Linked DNA regions of Macaca mulatta: region 1 is linked to region 2. Evidence: chromatin contacts called from public Hi-C data. All regions are on one chromosome and are shown on one strand. Each heading gives the region's core, a stretch centred on a gene start, on an enhancer-like site or on the middle of the called end of the contact. The rest is flanking DNA. Distances are from core to core; before and after follow the strand shown. Region 1 holds the start of CCDC86 (coiled-coil domain containing 86). Region 2 holds the start of PRPF19 (pre-mRNA processing factor 19).

Region 1 (3,430 bases), core at 334-2,833, 61 kb after region 2:
GGCCTAAACTCTTCCTTCTTCAGACGAGCCACTTCGTTCCTTCCTTAAATAAGCATTCATTGAGCATTTACTATGCTCTTGGCCCAGAAAGACAAGAAAGATCTCGTGCCTGCCCCTTAAGAAGGTTGCAATCCAATTCAAGGTGGATCTACAGGGATTGGGTAAAGGAGTTTTGCACACAGCCTTCGGAATCAGATCTGTGCTCAGATCCTGTGCCTACCACTCATTTAGCCTCGGTTTCCTCACACAAAAAACAGGAATACCACCACCTGCTTCACAGAGCTGATGTGCAGATTAAGTGTGATGATACGTGCTGTTCCATGTTTGAAAGGCTGTATATAATCAGTGCTCAGTAATACTTTTCATCTTAAAGGCAAATAACTGTAACAGACTATATTGGATGAAGACTTCACTGCTTTGATCAAGTAATGGCTGGTTTACTTGCTTCTGCCTCACTCACTAGAGAGGGCAGACAATGGTAAATGTCTGTTGAACGAATACACAACTGAGGTGCTACAGGAGAGGCCCATAGGGACCCCGAAGAGGAAAGGCATCAGAGAAATTGATCTTTGAGGGCCTGGTCACCCCCCTCCGGGATCCCAGGTCATTTTACCACATTCTGATTGTAATTACCTGTTTGCTGACACCCTCACTAACGTGAGCTCTCTCTAACCCTGGGGCTATTCTCCAGGCTGCAGCAGGGCAAAGGCGGGGTCCCAACACCATAGAGAACGCCACCCCTGTCCAAGCTGTCCCTTACTTCACCTTTTCTTGGAGCGGTCCTTCCAAACTCGCCCCGATTTGGGCTTCCCCTTCGGGATTACAGGAAGCTCCTCTTTGTTCAACTTCTTGGACGCTGGGGCCTGGGATGAAGAACCTTTTCGCTTCTTTGCCCCGAGGCCGCCTGTCACCGTCTCCCCAGCTGGAGGTGGCTTGCTCGGCTCATGCTGACCCCGCGGGGAGCCAGGTGCCTTGGGTGTCAGCTCCAGTAGTGGCTGAGAGGGCTCCGGACCGGGAGCTTGCTGACCGGGGTAAGGCTCTGGTGATCCTGGGCCCGGCGGTAGCTGATGCTGGGGGGCCCCCGGGGTCAGCTCCTCCTTACTCTGGGCCAACTCCGAGGCCAGTACTCCCTGGTCCTGAGAACACTTTGATGCCTCCTCATTTGACTTCGGCTGACATCGTGGGGATTCAGGACGGGACTCCGGCTGTCTTTGAGGCGACTCCAGGTGTAGGTCTTGCTGACGCTGGGGGGACCCTGGGCCTGGCTCTGGCTGCACTTGGGGGGACTCCAAGCCTGCACCCTGTTGCAGACGGGGTGATCCTGGGCTTGTCTCCGGCGGTCTTTCCGGGGACCCCAGGCCAGCTTGCTGCACACTAGGAGGAGACCCAGGCTCCCTCGTTTCTTCTGGGTTCGACTGCAACTCCACAAGGGCCCGTCTCACCCGCGAAACTGAGGTGAGGCTCTCGGGGGATTCGGGCCTTAGGCCTCCCAGCCGTCGGCTGCGCCTTAGCGGTGTATCCATGCCTCAGCGGGTAAGTTTCCACACCCCTGCACACGTGCAGACCCCGCCGACAACCGGCGCCTTCCTATGACGTCATGAGTCGCCACGTCCGTGACGCGCAGGAGGGGCTGTTGCTGAGGCGGCCGTGTTGGTGAGGGATGCAGAGGCGGGACTGGGAGTGGGGTGGGGTGGGGCTCAGCATGCGCATGCGCAATTCGCGCGGGCTTCGTTAAGTGATTGATGAGCCAGTCTTTTTTCTAGGATTCGCTTTTGCCTTTCTTGCAAAGTTTCCTGGGGAAAGAAGAGCGAGCACGTAGGAAAGGGAAAGTGGGAGGACCCATTTCAGGGAGAGAACAGAGTTGAAAAAAGGTCCGAGGAGCCTTAGGCAAGGCCTGATGGAAGTTTTGTGGCCAACTCCGGTGCAGTTGGGCAGGGTCCTGCCCTCCTTGGGCCTGTTTTTGCACTAGCTTCGTGCATCCCAAATGACCCTGTCGGAGTCCTCCTCCCAGCAGCCTGAGGGAATGCTACCTGGGGGTCGTGGAGGTGGAAGATCGGTCTTTTCTGTGTTAATTGTTCACACTTTTGCTTCTCCCGTCCTGTGCTTCCGTATATAATCCATGGCTCTCCCTTTTCAGCCTTTTCAACGTCTATGAGTGAAGCTGAGGTACCAATAAGATGCAGCACCTTTGTCCTGTGGCTCACCTGGGCCCTCGACCAGCTGCGTACGCTCCCACGTCCCTCTTTTTCTGCCCCAGTTCTAGAAACAGGTTGGATCATCTCTGATCTTCCTTTCAGCCCAGACAGTGGTTTTTGCCCGTGTGTCAACCTGCCTCGCCTCCCCTCCCTTCCCTTGCTATTCAACTGTAAATGTACTTTGCTTACTGAGCACTTTGGGACCTCACCAGTGAGCAGGTGTTGCCTTCTGGACTTCCCAGGGCCTAGAGAAGATGGGATTGGGAAATGTCGGGCTGTGTAGACCTTCCTGTGAGACCTAGGAGTGAGGCTTTGATTTTCTTACAGCATGCTTCTTAGGAAGAACATCTTGGAAGCGGCCCAGTTGCGTGATTATTGGGACTGCCTGGGGTTGGCTATTAGAGGTCCCAGGGCCCCTGTCCAACATTCCAGTGGTTTCTTTTGAAACCATTCCATTGTTTCTCCAGCTGGGGGCTTGCGAGAGGGCCTGGGAAATTGTCCAAGAATATCAGGAGTCAGAGTGTTCTCAACTTCCTCATGTTCCCGAGCTAAGGAGACCCCTGCAGGGGGACTTCGCCTGCCTTGCTACTCCTCCCCTGCCATGCAGCTGTCCACAGAAGAAGCAGCTGGGACACCTTCTCGCCCAGCTCTTCCACCCCTCAACTGTCAGAGGAGTGAGTTCTGTTCAGTTCCTTAAATGCCCTGCCCCTGCCTAGAGATCCCAATGATCCGACACTCAGAACCAAGCCTGGCAGGCATTGCCAGGGTGCTGGAGGAGACTGTATGCCCCTCTGCCCTGCTCCAGTCCCCCTAGGCTTGCCCTGCCTCCTAAGCTCTTGTCCCCAGCTGGAGGGATCACTCTCCAGTGCCGACTGGATCATATCCTAGTCTAACCTGAAATACTTCAGAGAGTGATCTCAGGTTTTCACCAGAGAGAGGGAGATGTTTTTCAGAGGAGGCCTTTGGGTGTCCCCCTGACATTTGGAGGCACTTTGTCAACCTCAGCATCAGGTGGGCTCTGGCCCAGAACCCCCTACTCCCACCTGAGCTCAGTTTGTCATTGTCATTATACATGGTGTGCAGAGGCCTTGAGTAGACTCCTGAAATTTTCAGAAGAGCCTGGTGTGGTGGTTGCTGTTGGGACCCTGTCCCCTTACACTCCTTTGCTTTCTTTTAAAAATTATTATTTTTGAGACAGGGTCTTGCTCTGTTGTCCAGGCTGGAGTGCAGTGGCA
Region 2 (3,059 bases), core at 286-2,785:
TACAGATGAGGAAACTAAGGCATAGAGAAGTTCATACAGTTAATCACCTGGGTGGTGCTAGGATTTGAGCACACAGTCTGACTTCAGAGTCCATGCTCTTGGCCACTATGCCATACTACCTTTTGTACCTGTAACTTTTATTTTTCTCTCCAAGCTTTTGCTTACATTGTTTCTCCTTCTGGAATGCCTTTCCTTCTCCTTCTCCTCTGAATACTGCCCACCTGTCAAAGTCCCTCTCACTCACACATCCTGTTCATCCTGCCCGTTTGTCTTGATACCTTATAGTCCACACCACATGTCTTTTGCATGATTCCTGAGAGTATCTTATCTTACAGATATCCACAAAGAATCATACACTATCTGAGCTGGAAGAGAAACAGAAAATACAAAATAAATTGATAAGAGGCCACTGGTTTGGACTGAGCTCTTGCGCTAGGCCTAACAGACCAAGCTAAAAAGAGTCCTGCCGAAGTTCCACCCCAATGAGCTGAAACTAAGATCTTTATGACCTTCTGAGAGAGAGTGTGTGTGTGCATGTGTGTTGGCGGGGAGAGCTAAATTCCCAAACAGGCAAGTTTTACATGGCATGATAAAGAAGTACCCTCCACTTTAACCTTTACAAGAAAAGTAATTTTGAGATTACCAAATGACCAATCCCATTTTTGTTCTGTTTCTGTTTTCCTCAGTCCTTTTCTGTCTAAAAAACCAAGCTCCCCTGTTCAGCTCATTGGAACAACCATTAGATTTTATAGTGTAAGGCGCTGCCCAATTTTATAGAATTGCACCCTAAGTCCCAGAGCTACTCTGGAGGCTGAGGCAGAAGGATCACTTGAGCCCAGGAGTTCCAGGATGCACCTGTGATAGCCATGATTGCTACGATTGCACCTGTGAATAGCCACTGCGTTCCAGCCTGGGCAACATTGCCAGAGTCCGTCTCTTAAAAACAAAAACAAAAACAAAACAAAACCAAAAAACAAAAACAAACAAAAAACTTTAAACTAAATTTGTTGTGATTTTGTCTTTTGACAAAGAAGAAAGGGCAGGGAAGCCAATGTGAATTGCCCCAAATCACAGAGCGAAACGGTAGTAGTCAGGACCAAAACGCTGTCTTAGCCGTTTTCTTAGTTCCTGTACCCATCTGCCTCTGTATTTTTAACACCAGGCCATCCAGCAGTGTCTCTTAAAGGGTGGCCCGAGAAACACCTGACTTAGAATAGCGTGGGGCGCAGTCTGTCTACGCAGATCCGAGGAATCTGCATTTTAACAATGGGAAATTGGGAAATTCTCGCGCACACCAAGGTTTCAAAGACCAGGGTCCCGTGACACAGTGCCGCACAGTTGTCAAAACAAGTGCTGTCCAATTGCTTTGGTTTTAAGTTCTCACTGCATCATGGGAAATGTAGTTTCGAGTCTCCTCTCTTCCGACGCCCCCGCCAATCCCCGGGCGCTTTACGGAACGAGCCGAGTCAATCCGGAAATAACCGAGTGTTCGTGGCGGGCCCTTTCCTGCCCGGCTGCATTCTGGGAAAGGTCTATTTCCGTTAGGTGCTGGAGGCAGTGGCGCGCGGCTGTCCCCATTCCCACGTGAAGCGCTACGCGAGCATCGCTCGACTGGCGGCTCCCAGCTCGCAGCTGAGCAGTCCCGGCAGCAGCGGGGGACCGGAAGTGGCTCGCGGAGGCTCAGAAGCCAGTCCCGGAGTCCGGCGTGTGGCGCCTGGGAGCGCGGCAACGGCGCCATGTCCCTAATCTGCTCCAGTGAGTGTTGCCTGCGGCCGAGCGCGGGTCGCAGGAGGCCGGAGAGCGGCGCGGGAGCGTGTGCGGGCCACTGCGGCGCCGGGGCCGGGGCCGGGGTGGAGGCGGGAATGGGGCGCTCCAGAGGCAGAGCGGCGGCCTGTCAGCCCCGGAGCCCTCCCCTCGGAGCGGGGTGCATTTGCGCAGTGCTCCGCAGTTTACATAGTGCCGGAGGTTTATTGTCGCAGGCATTACTGAGGCAGGTCGCCTCATTCTACCGAGTGGAAACAGGCCTGGACAGAGGGAGCTGGTGCAGGGGAAACAGCCTTGATGTAAGAGTCAGGAAACCCGAGGTCTTGTCCAGGGTCCGCCTCCTGTTGGCTTTGTGAATTGGCTTAAGGCTCTGTGCCTCGGTTTCCCCATCTGCAAAATTGAGAGCATTGCACTGGATATTTTGTGAGGCCTTGCTCGGATAGTCGCAGCTTTTGCAATTTGTAAAGGTCACATGATGAGTTAGAGGTAGGCAAGGCTGGCAGCTAGGTATATGGCTCCCAGCCTTACAGTGTATGACTAATTAAAAACAGCGCACATTTATAAAGCCCTTATTGGTTTACAACGCGCTTCCAAGTCTAGGATCTCATTTTATCCTCACAAGAATTCCCTAAAGGAGAAAAGATCCTGGTGTTGCAAATGAGGAGGCAAGGCTCAGGAAGAGCGGGGCTTATCTAAGAATGCGTAGCTAGTCAATGGCAGAGCTGGGTGACGTAGTTAGGTGACACGGAGTTTGGAGCCTGAATCCTTGCTTTTTCCATACCTTCCACTATCTTTCCCTTTGATATTTTATCATGACGTACATACGTTTTCCTTTCCCTTTTCGTTGTTTCATCAGATTACTCGTTTCCCCTCCCTTTTGCTATTCACCTCCGTCTCTTCTCAGAACCTGTACGTTGATCCAGAGAGGGGGAAGAAGGAAGGGAAATGATGGAAAAGGAATCCCTCACATTGAAGAAATTACAGCTCGCAAAGTACCTTCATATTCATTGTTTCCTTCCAGTCTTGGGAAAGCTCTCTTTTACGTTCCCCAGCACTATCTTTCCTGGCAGGGTTCACTCATTCGTTAGATGTTTACCGAGTGCCCCGGGGGCATCTGCATTGTACTGGAAGTGAGAGACCAGCTGTAATCCTTATCCTCAAGGGGCGCACAGTCTATGCAGGCAAGAGTGTAAATGATACCTCTATTGCGGGTTGTTGTGAACATGAATTACTGTACTGTATGCCTAGAATTGTGCTTGGCACATAGACATGTGCCATGTAAATATTTTTATTGT

The links. Hi-C and Micro-C count contacts between places; a contact is called where the count stands out from the background.
Region 1: a Hi-C map of prefrontal cortex shows a contact between it and region 2, with 4 times the contacts expected there. The contact joins the promoter of CCDC86 here to the promoter of PRPF19 in region 2. A contact is called at or near these places in 7 of 14 Hi-C or Micro-C datasets (CD4 T cells, blood, cortical neurons and 4 more).

What each region holds. Positions count from the first base shown.
Region 1 is chr14:13,226,278-13,229,707 of T2T-MMU8v2.0, forward strand. It overlaps CCDC86 (coiled-coil domain containing 86), which reads right to left and starts at 1,584. Exons shown (of 4, transcript NM_001265928.1): 1 at 766-1,584. The coding sequence starts at 1,523. LOC114672248 (a long non-coding RNA gene) reads left to right here and starts at 1,616. Exons shown (of 5, transcript XR_013403757.1): 1 at 1,616-1,653.
Region 2 is chr14:13,165,812-13,168,870 of T2T-MMU8v2.0, forward strand. PRPF19 (pre-mRNA processing factor 19) reads left to right here and starts at 1,536. Exons shown (of 16, transcript NM_001261081.1): 1 at 1,536-1,755. The coding sequence starts at 1,737.